Linked DNA regions of Columba livia: region 1 is linked to region 2. The links are chromatin contacts, called in public Hi-C maps. All regions are on one chromosome and are shown on one strand. The core of a region is the stretch at or near the end of the contact, and the rest is flanking DNA. Distances in the headings are between cores, read along the strand shown.

Region 1 (6,916 bases), core at 3,878-6,377, 71 kb before region 2:
ATTCTTTTACAATGCCCTTCACTGTTAATTTCTGAAATTCTTTAAATTCAGAATATCACAATTCTCTGATATGGAAGCACGGTCTTACACCCTTTTCACAGATATAAGCAAACATTAATGGTTTAATTCAAGTTACACAAGTTTGTGTCAGTCCCAAACCCACATTTTAAATTATGATATTAGCTCTCTGCTTTCTCAAGAAACCATTTATCTCTAAGTGGCAACCAAATATTTTCAACTAGGTGCCCACAGTCAGACATCTAAATCCATGCTGAGACACATAAACATTCTGATTATCAGTACTGAGCAGCCACTGAAATATCTGCAAATCAGTGGTGTATGTTGACTTCTAAGTATGCTGCTAAATTAGCTAAATTAACTTCTGTTAAAAGCTAGGGGGTTTTTATGTTTTCTTTTTGTTGTTGTTGTTGTTGTTTGTTTGTTTGTCTGTTTGTTTTCCCCTCAGGAGACCACTTTTCAGAAATCTGAAGACTTATTGACAATGCTAAATGATACATTTAAAAGTATCCAAATTGTTAACCCATACAAACAGGAAAAATGTTAGTAATTCTGTCATTAGACTATTCTAGCTTGGACAGCAGTAAGAATCACATAGAAAGGTATGTTGCTCATCTAAATCCCACTTGGAGTACTTTCAACCATAGAGTCATAAGTTTACTACTTTATTCACAAATGCTAAAGGTTTTCCATTTTACAACTCTTACTGAAGAGCTGAAAAGAGGCACAGGTATTAAATAAGTCCTCAAGCAGAATACAACTCTAAGAAAACTAGAATACTCAGTACATTGTAGTTTATTTGCACAGATCATCAACCAAGACTTTTTCTGGTCTACAAAACTGGGAGCTGTCTTACTTGTGATAAGCCGTGAGTACTATAACATGTTAGCTCATGCTCGGTGGCAACAGATTTGTTTTCCAAGATTGTGTAATCCAAATTCCTTTTCTAAGAGCTGATTTTGAGAAGCACTATTAAATGGAATAGTTAATGAGAGCACAGAATACTAGAGAAGTAAACTTTTTTTTTTTTTCTTCTTGTGGTAAACTTCAAAGATTAAAAGTATCAATTTATAAAGAACAAATATGATTTTAGGAATGGGAATTTCTGCTAGGGCACTAAGTTTCTGCTTATGTTACAATCAGGTCAGTGTACCCAGCTGTAGCACATGACAGAGATTTTAGGAACACAGTTAGGGTCACATTTACAATACAAATCGGGAATGTGTTGCAACTGCATTCTTTGATTTGATTGTAATGTAGATGACTGTAAGGCTAATTAAACATCATCTACTGTTCACAGGAGAAACCACCAGCTGTTGCTTAAGTACAGTTTAAAGACAGTTTTATAGGAAACAGGTTATGACATGGTTTTACCAACCAACAAGGACTGAGATTTTTCCATGTTATAACAAGACTCTAGAATTAGTTTAGCCTCAGTTAAAACACATTCAAAATACGTTTAATACAGGTCTTGCTAGCAGGTTACTAAGACACTTCAAAATTTGTTGCATATAGCTTCAGACAACAGTGGCACTATAAATATCTACTGTATTATGACCCAGATAAAATCAGTTTTCCTCTGGTCTATTTGGTCAAGCTGAATGGTGTTGGGCTTTTATTTTCACAAGGGTTTTGAGACAACATTCAGGCCTGTCATATTCACAATTTGGGAAAAAAAAAAAAAAAAGAATAAATGATATATCTCTCCTATACAGTGCTTTCATCTGCAAACCAAAAAGCACCTTCTTAAGATCACTATCATTATCTCAATTTTCAGAGAAGAAAACGAAGACACAGGGACGTGCTGCTACATGCCCAAGATCAGACCAAAGACTGGTAGCTAAAGTAACTGAGGTAAAGTCCTATGTCAGTAACTTATTTCACATCTACCCTAATATATATATATATATATATATATATATAATTATCCTGATTAAACTGTAGAAGGAGCCAGTATAAAAATTAATTTATACCAGAGCAGAGAGTATATTTTGGAGGTAAATTCCATAAATCATTACAGAAAGTCAATAAAGTCTCTAAATATAATTTAGAGTTGTCACCTTTTCAGGAAAAAAAAAATACTATAACATGATTCCCTGGCAACATAGAAACGTAATACATAATGCAGCCTCCAAATGATTGTTGTAAGATTTACCATCAAAGTTTTCCAGACAAATCTGAACCAGCACAAAGGTTTGGAACCAAACAAGTGATTTGTATCATTTTAACATCACATTTTCAAACAGCGTGACGAACATCTGATCTAGATCCAGTATTTTATGAAAATGCTTCCCAGGTAGCAGGTAGGAACTGTTGGTTTTAATCCCAGGGTCATATAATCCTGGCATCTCTCGGGGAGCAAAGGTGTCTGTAAAGATTCCAGTTTTCAACAGTCCTAGAAAGTGGTAGTTGCACCAACACAACCCATCTCCTGATGGAAGACACTGCAGTAACTGGGTATAATGTCTAGCAAGCTCGGTATTTCCAAAGCACCCACTTCTACAATCTCTGAGAGTCTAATACAGACATTAATCATTGCATTAAGTAATCTCATTAAAAGTAATCATCTTCACCGTCCCCAGCTTCAGGAGCTTGGTTGGATAAGTTTGAAATACATTTCATTTTGCAGACTTTGTTGCTCTTGCTGACAAGTAGTCTGATTTTATTTATTCTAGCTGGTTTTATTTCTCCTAGGAGACCCCACGCTGCAGGTAGCCAATAAATAAAATGTCCCTTCTGTCAGCATGTTTATGCTTCTTGCAACACTGTTTCAGTTGCAATTACCGTCATTAAATAAGCTTTCTTCAAATGCAGAGAGACCTGTGAAAGTGAAGGTGACCAACGGCAAATCAACTTAAAACTGGCAGTAGCCAGCAGACCACCTTGAGGCACAGATGCAAGAGACAATATTTATTCTCTGAAAAACAACAACCTTACACCTGCCCCAGCATGGGGAGAACCTCACTGTAACCGAAGAAGTTAAACCCTGGTTTTGATGCGTGCTACCCTTGTGTGCAACTTCCCACTTGGTAGCGGAAAGCTGTTTTCTGGCATAAAGCTGAACTGTATAAACTGAGAGCAAAGCAGCTCTATGATCCATCTTATCATCTCATTCTGACACCTGATGTTTCTTCCAGATTGTTACTCTAAGCTCTGTATCTACATGTGGTGAAGGTATAATTCCAGTTAAAATCTTAAATGGTGCCACTTCTTAGTGCCTCAGTGTAGCCATATGTAAAATGGGGATAATTACTTACTTCATTAAGGTGTGGTGTTTGAAAAATGTTTGAGAGTCTCAGATGAAAAGGACTTTCCTTGCAAAATGTAATTATAATATTATTATGCCAGAGGTAAGGCATAGGCCTGTGATTCTACTTACAGTATTTAAATACAATTACTTATCTATCAAAATCAGGAATCTATGCTATTTCTCCCTCTTTCAGCTCCTGATACTCTCACCATTATTAACCCCAGGAATCCTGACTCCAACAAATCTGCTCACATACTCCTTCAATAAGCTGTACAAGTAGCAAAAAAGCACAGCAACTCAAAATTAGTATAAATTCTCATTTATTTTTTTTTTAACTTTCCCTGTTTGTAAGAGTCCTTGAGTTCTGGTGTTCTGGTTTTAGAGGGATACCTCCCTTTGACATTTCTGCAGGTGCCTATTGGTACCAGAAGTATTATACTTGCACACATTTTTCAGAATGTGGATATTTTTAAATAAATGTAGTCTAAAGTAAGAACAGTTTTGCAAATTGGAAATTAGCTATGACACGCAAGAGCATCTACACATCATTTCTCACACACTGTTCTCAAGCCTACATGGTCTGGAGTGATCCATACAACATCTCTTTGTAGCCCCAACCTTTCCAATGGTGCTCCTGGCTGCCCACAGCTTGGTGCACCCTCTGCCCCTTCTCTTTCTTACAGTAGCCATCAGAAGGGTTTTCCAGACCTGTCGAGCACCGGGTGTCCTGGGCAGTTCATGTAGTTACCAACTGCCTCATTTCAAAACAGGTTTTCTCCTGCTTGCTTTCCAGCAGGCATGCCTGTGATGGCAGCACCATGGGTGTTTCTCTATCAGGTCTCCTGCAGCAGCCCTCTGCGCAGCTGGCAGAACAGGGATAACCACCCCTCTTTAAGCGAGGGTCACACAAGGAGAGGGAGACCGATAGGGGTAAAATGGGAAAAGCAGGAGTGAAGACAGGGATGGCTGGAGAAGAAACGATGCACGACTGAGGGAGATGAACTGGGGTTACGGAAGGGCAGCAGGGTGGCACCCTGCCTGCCAACGGGAGGGCTGCAAGGGGGAACACAGGAGCTACAAGGCCCAGGCGTGCGAAGCCGGCCGCAGCGCCGCTCCTGCCCCCCCGCGTCCCTCTGCGGCCGCAGCCCCGCCCGGGCTGGCGCAGCGCCTCCCGCCCGGCCGCGCTGCCCCGCGGGGTCCCCTCCCGCCGCGGGACGGGCCCACACGTGCGCGGAGCCCAACAACGGGTCGTGGCCGGCCCGGGCCCCGCGCCGACACGCGTGGCGGCAGGGGAAGGGCGGGGAGACGGGCCGGGAGGGGAGAGGAGCAGAGAGGCAGGCGCCCAGTGCCCAGCAGCTCTGCCCTCCTCGGGAGGGCTGCGGCCGGCACCCGCCCGGATTGGCGGGAGCCTGCGCCCTCCTCTTCCTCCTTCTCCCTCCTCCGCGGGGTGGGTTTCGACTCTCCTCCTTCCTTAGGGAGGGGGGGGATAGTTTAAAGGAAAAAAAAAACAGAGAAAAGAAATCCCAAGTCGCGTCCCCGACGTCTCCGGGCCCCGCGGCCGCAGCGGCCGCCCCACATTCCTGGCATTCCTGGGCAGTGACTCCCCGCGCCGCCCCAGCCCGGCCCCGGCCCCGCCGCCTCCGGCTCGCTCGCCCGCCCGCCGGCCCCACTCGCCCCCGCGGGACACCAGTCCCCTCCCTCCCGTCCTGCCTCCCTCCTTCCCGCACCCCGCGGGCGGCAGCAGGAGCTCAGGGCGCCCCGGCCCCCAGCGCCGCCGCCACCGGCGGCCCCAGCTCCCGGCCGCCCCGCCGAAGTTCCCCGCGGTGGCCGGGCCGGGGCGGCGGGAGCGGGTCTCTCTCTCTCCCCGCCCGCTTCGGGTCCCGCCGGCAGCCGCTGCCTCCCGGGCCGGGACAGCCGCCTCCCGGGCCGGGACAGCCGCCTCCCGCGGGAGCGCACAAAGCCGGAGCCGCCGCGCTGCCCGGGCGCCCGCCGAGCAGGTAAGGAGCCGCCGAGTTTGCTGGAGTTTGGGCTCGGGCGCGTCCCCTACCAGCCACCCGCGCTGACTTTGAAACAGTCCGAGTTGTGCCTTTTACTCCGTGTGTGCGATAGGCAGAGTTTGTCTGAGGCTCCTTATGCTGTGCAGTTACATCTCAGCGGCGTATGCGCTGCTGTTTGTAAATCACGAAAATAGCTAAGCTTGGGTTACAAATGCCAGTCGGTGACCTGCGATAAACAAGCCTCGGACAGTCCGTCCAGCCCGTGAATTTAATCTGCTAGACACCCAGATAACGTGGCATTTGTATAATCAGGAGGTATTTGTAACTAGCTGGGGACGGGCAGGGCTCTCTGCTGGGCTGCTCGTATTTACAGCGCGGCATGCCTGTGTTTGTCTTCCCCCCCCCTCCCGCCCAGGGGTTTACCTTGTTCTTTGTTAGTTACAGTCAAGCCTAAACTGGCCGTTCGTCTTTAGCAAATATGTAACGCCGAGTTATGCAGAAAAAAATCGCAGCGAGGCAGGGAAGAATGACATCTGCTCTCATTTCTGCTGTGGCATAGTCAATGAGTTTTTAAGATATCAAACTAGCTCTCTTTATTGGAGTGTATTTGGGACAAGCGTTACATAATGTACGTGTGGTATGTGGATATAATGTGCGCTTGAGCTTTCCTATTCAGAACATTTTATCTCTGATTTGCACAAAATCATCATATGTTTCTATTATAAGCATCTCTCTGGCTGATTGTAACTTTAACAAGGTGGGAACAAACCGTGACTGGTAAAGGCTCGAATTCACTATATTGCCCAAAAAGTTTTCTGGGATTTTTGGCATGTATCCTGAAGTTGTAGCTGAAAGGAATACTTTTACCAGAAGTAAGTTCTTTTTTCTTCAGACTTTATGCAGATATCCCACATTCCTGCCACTTCTTAGTGCCTTAGTGCCTTGGGTTTGGTTATTCTGAAAGCATCATTATGTGCTGAAGTTCTTTAGAGTTTGGAAAAATATACATATAAAATGGCTCCCCCCAAATCACAAGTCGCCACCTGCTAACCTCCATATTATGACAGAAGGTAGTCAGGTCTTTTTGGGGAGAGGGATGGCAGTCCCAGCAGGGACTACTCTCTGGTTATCCAGCTGAGAATGTCCTATCCAATATGAGTGACAAAATGCAGATTATACAGCTTTTGCTCTTGCTCTCTGGGGGGTCTGTAGCTGACATCTAGTACTTGTTACATGGTGTAGAATAAAGCGTGTGTTGATATTATAGTAATGCAAATAAGCTTTAGGTCCTGTTCTGTTATTGGCAGTACTTTTCCTGAACTTTTTTTAGTTTCTTCAGGAGGCTGTGCCAGAGTTGCTTACAGGCAGAGGGCACTTGTGTGTATCTAATGGGTCATGATACAGAAGTTGGGAGCTTTGCAAATTTATGGTTTGAAGTGCAGCCCATCAGCTAAAAGGTAATTCCCCAAATCTGTGGCAGAGCTTGTGGCCATCATTTCTGCCATTGCGTCTGTGTGCAAGAAGCTTGAAAGCACAACTGTCTCAATGCAATGTTGGAGGATCTAGTGGTGCAGATCAAGGCCAGAGAAAGGACTGCAGCACTGGTCTCTGTACTGACCAAACCGAGCTTTTGTATGTACATTACAGTTAC
Region 2 (6,910 bases), core at 2,325-4,824:
AAATGGAAGTGTTTTGCTCAGTTCAGGGGACAGGAGCACATAGCTGAGCATGTATTTAAGCTTAACTGTGTGAGTAGTCTAAAGTCAATAGGACTGCCATGTTGGACAGTAAAACTTTTAGCATGTCTTTAAAACCCAAACCAGATGGATAAGTGGCTTTTTTCAAAGATGTGAGGCTAACAAACTCTTCACTCCCAGATGTTTTTGGCTACTGTTTCAATGCAGTATTTATTCTTGCACTGAGTGTTGTTTTTCAGCTGAAAACACTAAAATACAAATTTTTCACATTATATGGTTTTGATTGTTTTGCTTTACTTTCGCAATCCCATTCCAGCCTTTATAAGAATGAATGTTATGGTGGTGTCACCAGGGCCTGGCTTTGCTGGACTCCAGCTTGCAGAGACCAAATGTAGCTTTTGCTGAGAGAGTGTGCTTGGAAGACAAGAAAATATGGCTTCCACCATTTTTTAACTCTAAAAGGCGTGCTGGAGTTTTGTCCTGTATAATTCTTTAGGTATTTGGATTAACTCTGATAAAATTATAGGTGGCTGTTAGGGAGTTTATGGTGCTTATAAATTGTATTGGTGCTCCCTGTAATTTGTGATAATTAATTCAAGAGTTCAGGGGCAGAAATTCAGGATCAGGTTGTGGCATGCCTTCCTTTCTTGCTAAAGCATGCCATTACTGGCCTTTTCATTTAAGGTTTAACTTTGTGGGTTTATTTGAACTTGGAGTATCTGAAAACTACAATACGCTCTTGACAAAAAGTGCAGAGGATGGACTTGTTGTGGTTGGGGGGTTCCTTTTTTAATGCTGAGAAATTGGTGGACATGGTAAGGCCACATTTGCTGGCTAAGCCTCTCGGGGAAGGAGTGCATGTTTTGGAAGGCTTGTGTCACGTCTGCAGGCCACGACAAGGCCTGGCTGCATGTCTGTGCTTGTGGCCCATCAGAAATGGCAGGTAGAGAAAAACACTCGCAGAGCACTTCTTTACAGTCCAAGCTCAGTATTTTGCTGCCAACAAGAACACTGAGTGTGATGCTGGTATCTCGTGTCTCACTGCGAAGGGTTTCCCCAGCCATCCATTTAACACTGGGCTCCAAAGACCCACAACACTTTGATAATAGGCTAGACTGGAAGCAGGTGCTTATGTGTGAAAGGTTATAAAGTATGTGTTGCCTTCCTAAACAGTCCCATGTCCACTTGCAATATATATACTCTTCTATTTTTTGAATGCTTGCTTTTGCTGCAGAAATTTGACTTCATTGACTGATGCCAGAAAACAAAGCTTATTGCTCCTAAAACATTCATACTTGGCATTTGCATTTGAAATCTTCTGCCAGCTGTGTAAAGAATTGGTGGAAGTGGAGACCTGAAATTTTAGTAGACTGTCTTTTGGAGAATGCGTGCGTAAGAACAACGTTTCAGTAGTAAACTGAAGAAATAGAGGTGGTAAAAAACAACTAAGCCGTGCAAAATTGTGATCAGACTGTTTTTAGGTGCTCAAAGGTTTTCCTGTTCTAGTAGCCAGGAGTTGACTGTGTAGATGGACCTTAACCTTGGAAGACTTTGGCCTTTGGTAGGAATTTCACTGGTCTGAGGTGGTGACTTACCTTCCACTGTGTGCCCAGCAAGCCCGCCCCCCAGGCTCTGTATCATTTACCCTTATGCTCACAAGTTGCATATCAAAACAAATGGAAAGTGACCATCGTTGTGAAATTAGCCTGTTTTAGCCAAATCCCCATTCCTCCCGTTTGGCTATAAACTGTTGCTTTTAAAGAGAGAGATTGAACAATGTAGAAGTAGGTGATATGAATGGGTTTTGATCTGTCCTCCTTTTACAATCCAATGTGTGAAAATGATGCTAACCCAGCATTGTTCTCTCTCATGAGGAAGGGGAAGAGGAATGACACAAATCTTTCCATATATTTATTTTAATTTTAGTTTCAGTCATGTTTTCCATCCAGCTGCTGGAGGAAACCAGGATGCAGACAGTTGGATGCTGCTTTTGAGCAACCTCATTTCTCAGTTACCTGAAGCTAACCGTGACCTACCTTACAAGGTTGTTATGATCAAGCAGTTCCTACCCTACAAACTGTTATGACTATGTTTTCACTATTGGCATTGACAGTTTGAGCTTCTGAAGGAATTTTCTCCTGCATGTGTGACAAAGGCTCTTTCGTCTCCTTCCTTGTTTTTTTTTCTGGCAAGTCTGTTGGTCTTTCTGAAGGTCTGTGACAGGGTGTGGTAGACTTGTTCTCAATAATACCCTTCTAAAAATATTACCCTTTAGTAGTGGAAGCACAGCCATTGCTTTTTATATTCTACCACAAATCCCAGATAAATGGCTATTGTCTGCTACTGTGAAACATCAGACTTTCGCTGGGAGGGAAGCTGATGAAATTCCAGAGGAGTGAGCTGGAGATGTTCTGTTTATCAACATCATCTACGTTTTTTTACAACAGCAAAGACAAGGCCTTAGCACCGCGTTGCTGACAATGACATCATCAATGTATGTACCTCTTTTTCTAAAGTGCTTTTAGATTAAGATGTGCTGATTGAAGCCTTGCATCTAAAATGTGTTTCAGCATGCTCAGGCCCAGAAATCATAATACCATCCTTGCCAATATGCTGAACATCGTATCTGAAAAGACCGGTCTTATCTGCCTGCCTTTCTTTTTTGCCATATAAAATCCAGTCCGAGTTTGCAATCAGTTTGGTTGCAGTTGTGTTGGGTGACCCACATGAAACAAGCAGCATCCAGTAAGTAGTACTCTGCATTGAGGCTTGGGAACAAAGCTTGGATCTCCCAAATCTGCCATGGTTTCCTGCCAAAGTTTACATGAGTGACTCCACCAGTTGTGTACCTCAGATACTCTATTTATAAAATTAGGCTAATGATCATTAATACTATTTAAAGCAAGTTTTTCTCAGAAAAACAACCAGTAAGAGTTAAGTATTATTATTATTATTGTCTCAAATATGTAATAAATAAATAAGCCCCTTTTTGTCATTCTCAATTAGTTCCTTTGATTGCCCATTGAATAGCTGAATCATTGGCTTGTTTAACTTGAAGACTGGGAAAAAAATGAAAGGCCCCATGTTTAAAATAAAAAATAGGTTTCTGTGGAATCCTGTAGATAAATATTATCAAAGCCAAGATCATAGGAGATTTTAAAGTGTGAGGTGAACAACAGACACATCAATATCAAAGCTAATGCTTAAAATAATTTCAGTAAATGATAAAAGGCCTCTATTCTGGAGAAACTGCTTCCCTGTGGGCAGATTATTGCGTAAGCATACATTGCAGTGTGTCTGCTCAGAAGTATAATACTGTACTAACATAAACCCAAACGAGCTGAGTTGGAATGTTATGATTCAATGAGACTTTTATTGTGTTCCTAATTTTAGAAGATCATACTGTACTCTAATTGCAATTTTTTTTTTTAAGCTGGAAAAGAGCTGAAGGTCTTGAGCTAAACCACTTGTGGGCCAATTTGTTACTCCTTTAGGTCTTAAATACTTATTTTGGAGATATGAGGCAGTAAAGCAGTTTTCCTCCAGAGAAGTTAAACTACATAGCTGTGAAGCTGTCCAATAGATAGGCTTGACGCCAATAAGGTACCTAATGAGTTATAAAACAGTTAGTCATGCCGGTAATTGCATCATTAGAAACGATTTTAAAGGAATTGTACCTCTTGGGTAACTAATATGTGTTTTGTAGAGCTTTGTGTATTTCCAAATACACTCAAGGTAAATATTTATTAGTATTGAAACTGTAATGCATTTATTCATTCTGGCTTGAAATACCCAGAAAAACACAAGGACTGATTAAAAAGAAGAAATTAAAGTGTTTCCTATTGCAGTACAGATAATGTGTGTGTTCCGAACCCTTCCTGGCTCTGATGTGCAGCAAAGGAAAGTAAAACTAGGGAAAAATAACAAAAATCCAAACTGATCACAGTACAGCATTCAAAGAATATTAGTCTTTATTATTTCAATCCTATCACCTGTTTGTATAAACGTGTAGATCTGTGTATGTATAGGAAACATATATTTAGACTGTAAATCCCTGGGGCAATAAGCACTTTTTGTTTTGTTCTTGTACATTGCCTAGCAGGTTGGATGCTGTTCATTACTAAGGCTACTGGGTCTGATAATATTGAGTAATTATTAATGAAATATTTGCCTTGTGGTTCTTTGTAGAATTCACTAATGGGAAAATTGTGAAGACGGAATGCACCAGTACAATTACTCCGGAAAACTAAACTATATTCTTATTGTTGTAAACCATCCTTTAATCTCACTTCCAATATTGATCAGGCCAGGTTCTGCATGACTTGTGGTATCTGAAACATTGGTTGTTGAAGAGAACAGAAATCAGTAAAATGTATTGAGTTATTTTCAGCATATATAAAACAGCAACAGAGCTTATACATCAGATGAACAGTGGTGGTGGAAGGGTACAGTGAATTCGGTGACACTACACAAACATGCGCGTTCTTTTTTGAGGTGACAGGACAACAAACACGAATCCTGATCTTGGGAGGTCTGTGAAGAACTGTGTGGGCAAATGTAGTTTCTTTACATTTACGCAGCAGTAGCTGAGTCTGAATCTGAGTGTTGCAATTAAATTTTAAACCAGTACCCTTATCTCCCGCTTACTAATACTATTTGGGTGGTTTGTTATTTTTTTTCTTCTGATATAGTATGGATTCCTAAGATGCAGACGTTGATTCTGGAGTTCAGATGTCTCATATTTGTCCAGTTGCAGCTTATTTACTTTATTAAAAAGTATGCTTTTTGGTGCAATAGATGCAAATATACTTTTAATGTTTTCTGTGTTGGCTAAATAGAGTTGTGGGAAATGATATCCTTATAATTATGGCTTTGTTCAGACTTGTTGTCCACTCCCATTCCCCTTGGAATTAGCTACAGGCTGGCAAACTGTAGTAGCCTTTATTACATTGAATACACAATGGCTCTGCTAAAAATGTTCAACCCAAAATGAGCATCAAAGGTGAGAGATTTCAGCTCTCTGCGCACTTGGCTATGGTGGTGTCTCTTTTGCCCTGCACACCCCTAATATGCCAGAATGCCTCTGTGATGAAAGCTTTGTCAGTCTTAATTTTGAATTTCTTGCCTTGTATTATCTGGGGTTTCAGGTGGCGGACTTCTATTTTTTTTTCAGTTTCCATGTGCTTTCCCAGCTAGACCACCTAATAGGCGGCTTGTGAAATGCATGGTTTGATCTGCTGTTCTGGAACAGCTTTCCTCAGCGAATCTGTAGCTGAATCATTTTAAAAATGTTTCATTTCCCTCAAATTATAGATATACTTTTGCAATCCAAGCGAACAAAGAGCGGTCTCAGCTAGCATAGTGACATAATAATAGCATTTAATGTAATTTCAGATGGAGGAGCCTCAAATCCTCAACAGAATATGGGCCAATTTCTCCTCTCCGTTGGCTGGGCAGAGAGCCTGACCACAGTTTTGCAGCACATGAATCTGTGGCTTGTAGGGCTATTAGAGCCTTCTAGCAGAGCTTCCTCCAGGGTGTGCTCCTCGTCCTCCTTGGCAGTGGAATTAGCCGCTCCAGTTCATGCCTTGTGAAAGGAGATGTCCCAGTTCCTACCTCATGTGGCCACAATGCAGGAAGATGTCAGGGGACACCTGAGGTGGGTGACCCATGTCACTGTCACTCCAGGAGTAAAGACGAGGCTGGTACAGACCAGAGGTTTCTGCCTCAGTCTTCAGTTTTTCTTGGCACTTCCATTGAAAAAGGTATCGGAGCCATAGCAGGTCATTGCTTTTCACTGAGTTTGCCTGTGAAAGGTGACAACTTTCTCCAGGAGGTTTTGCCTGATAGATGCACTAGTTAATGTCAGAGAGCTAATTACATATGTCTTTTAAACTCTTACTGCATGTCACTCTGCAACGTATAATAAATTCTGAAATTTCAGTCTGCTGCAGTGTTAGTAAATGCAATATATGCCATAATATAGTAGAATATTCCTATTATGATTTTTAAAAGTGACCTGTCTCTGACAATGAGGGTGAAACACCTGTAAATGGGCATCTTTCTCATAAAGTGGGTGCTGTCTGCTGTCTTAAAACAATTTTTCTGAAGTACTGGCAACTACAGTTGCAACTAAAGCCCCAAATCACTGTTTCTTTTGAAAGTCTTGGTCGTAATATTTGATACTACAGTAACTGTATTATCATAGTATTTTTGATGATGCTTACCTAAATAATAATTTCTGTGGTTTATCTGTAGTTTTGTGGGTACTATGGTTGAAATCACGGCCGGCCAGCTTCTATAGAGCTAAGATCTCACTATAAAATTTTATGTTGTTTTGACTTTCATATAGTCTCTTAAATTTGTGTTTGTTTTAACAGTAGCTATAACTTTACAACAGATGTGGATTTTACTTCTGTTAGACTAGAATGTGTAATTCATGCATGCATATGTAGCATTGACATAAATAGCCGCCTTTCAGGATTACAGGTCTTGAAGACCAGATTCAGCAAACACTTGCTCTCGTGTGTACTTGATAAAGCAGCTTATGTCAAGCTTGTGTGAAAGTTTGTGTATTTTCACAATTGGGATTTAGTCATTGCAAAGAAGTGGAAACAAGCTGATTTGTCGCTTGGACCCGGCAAGTGTGAAACCTGGGACTGAAGCACAGGGCTCAAGCTGAGAAGCTGTATGCTTTTTATGCTGCCTCTATGAAATTTCATAATCCCCTGAGGTTTTAATCTTCATTAGGCTGTGTGAAAGCCAAATCTAAGCATTTTAAATGGGATTATATTTTTCCTGTTTGAAAATGTTCTTCTGCGTTCTGTAGAGGAGAGAGGGGAAGAGGAAGCCTAAAACCAGTAACACAACAGTTACCTTTTCTGTGCATGTA

What was found. Hi-C and Micro-C count contacts between places; a contact is called where the count stands out from the background.
Region 1: a Hi-C map of liver shows a contact between it and region 2, with 2.0 times the contacts expected there. The contact joins the promoter of PTPN14 here to the enhancer-like site in region 2. A contact is called at or near these places in 2 of 2 Hi-C or Micro-C datasets (crop and liver).

The regions. Positions count from the first base shown.
Region 1 is chr3:98,045,279-98,052,194 of bColLiv1.pat.W.v2, reverse strand. PTPN14 (protein tyrosine phosphatase non-receptor type 14) reads left to right here and starts at 5,127. Exons shown (of 19, transcript XM_005502759.3): 1 at 5,127-5,265. It overlaps LOC110359024 (a long non-coding RNA gene), which reads left to right and starts at 487. Exons shown (of 3, transcript XR_002413915.2): 1 at 487-620; 2 at 1,796-1,872; 3 at 2,833-3,005.
Region 2 is chr3:97,972,300-97,979,209 of bColLiv1.pat.W.v2, reverse strand. All of the region lies in intron 3 of PTPN14 (protein tyrosine phosphatase non-receptor type 14), which reads left to right. Among named protein-coding and RNA genes, the nearest start is that of PTPN14, 71 kb to the left of the region's middle. Within about 2 kb of position 3,574, at least 1 of the 3 cell types and tissues checked has an H3K27ac peak away from gene starts, as active enhancers do.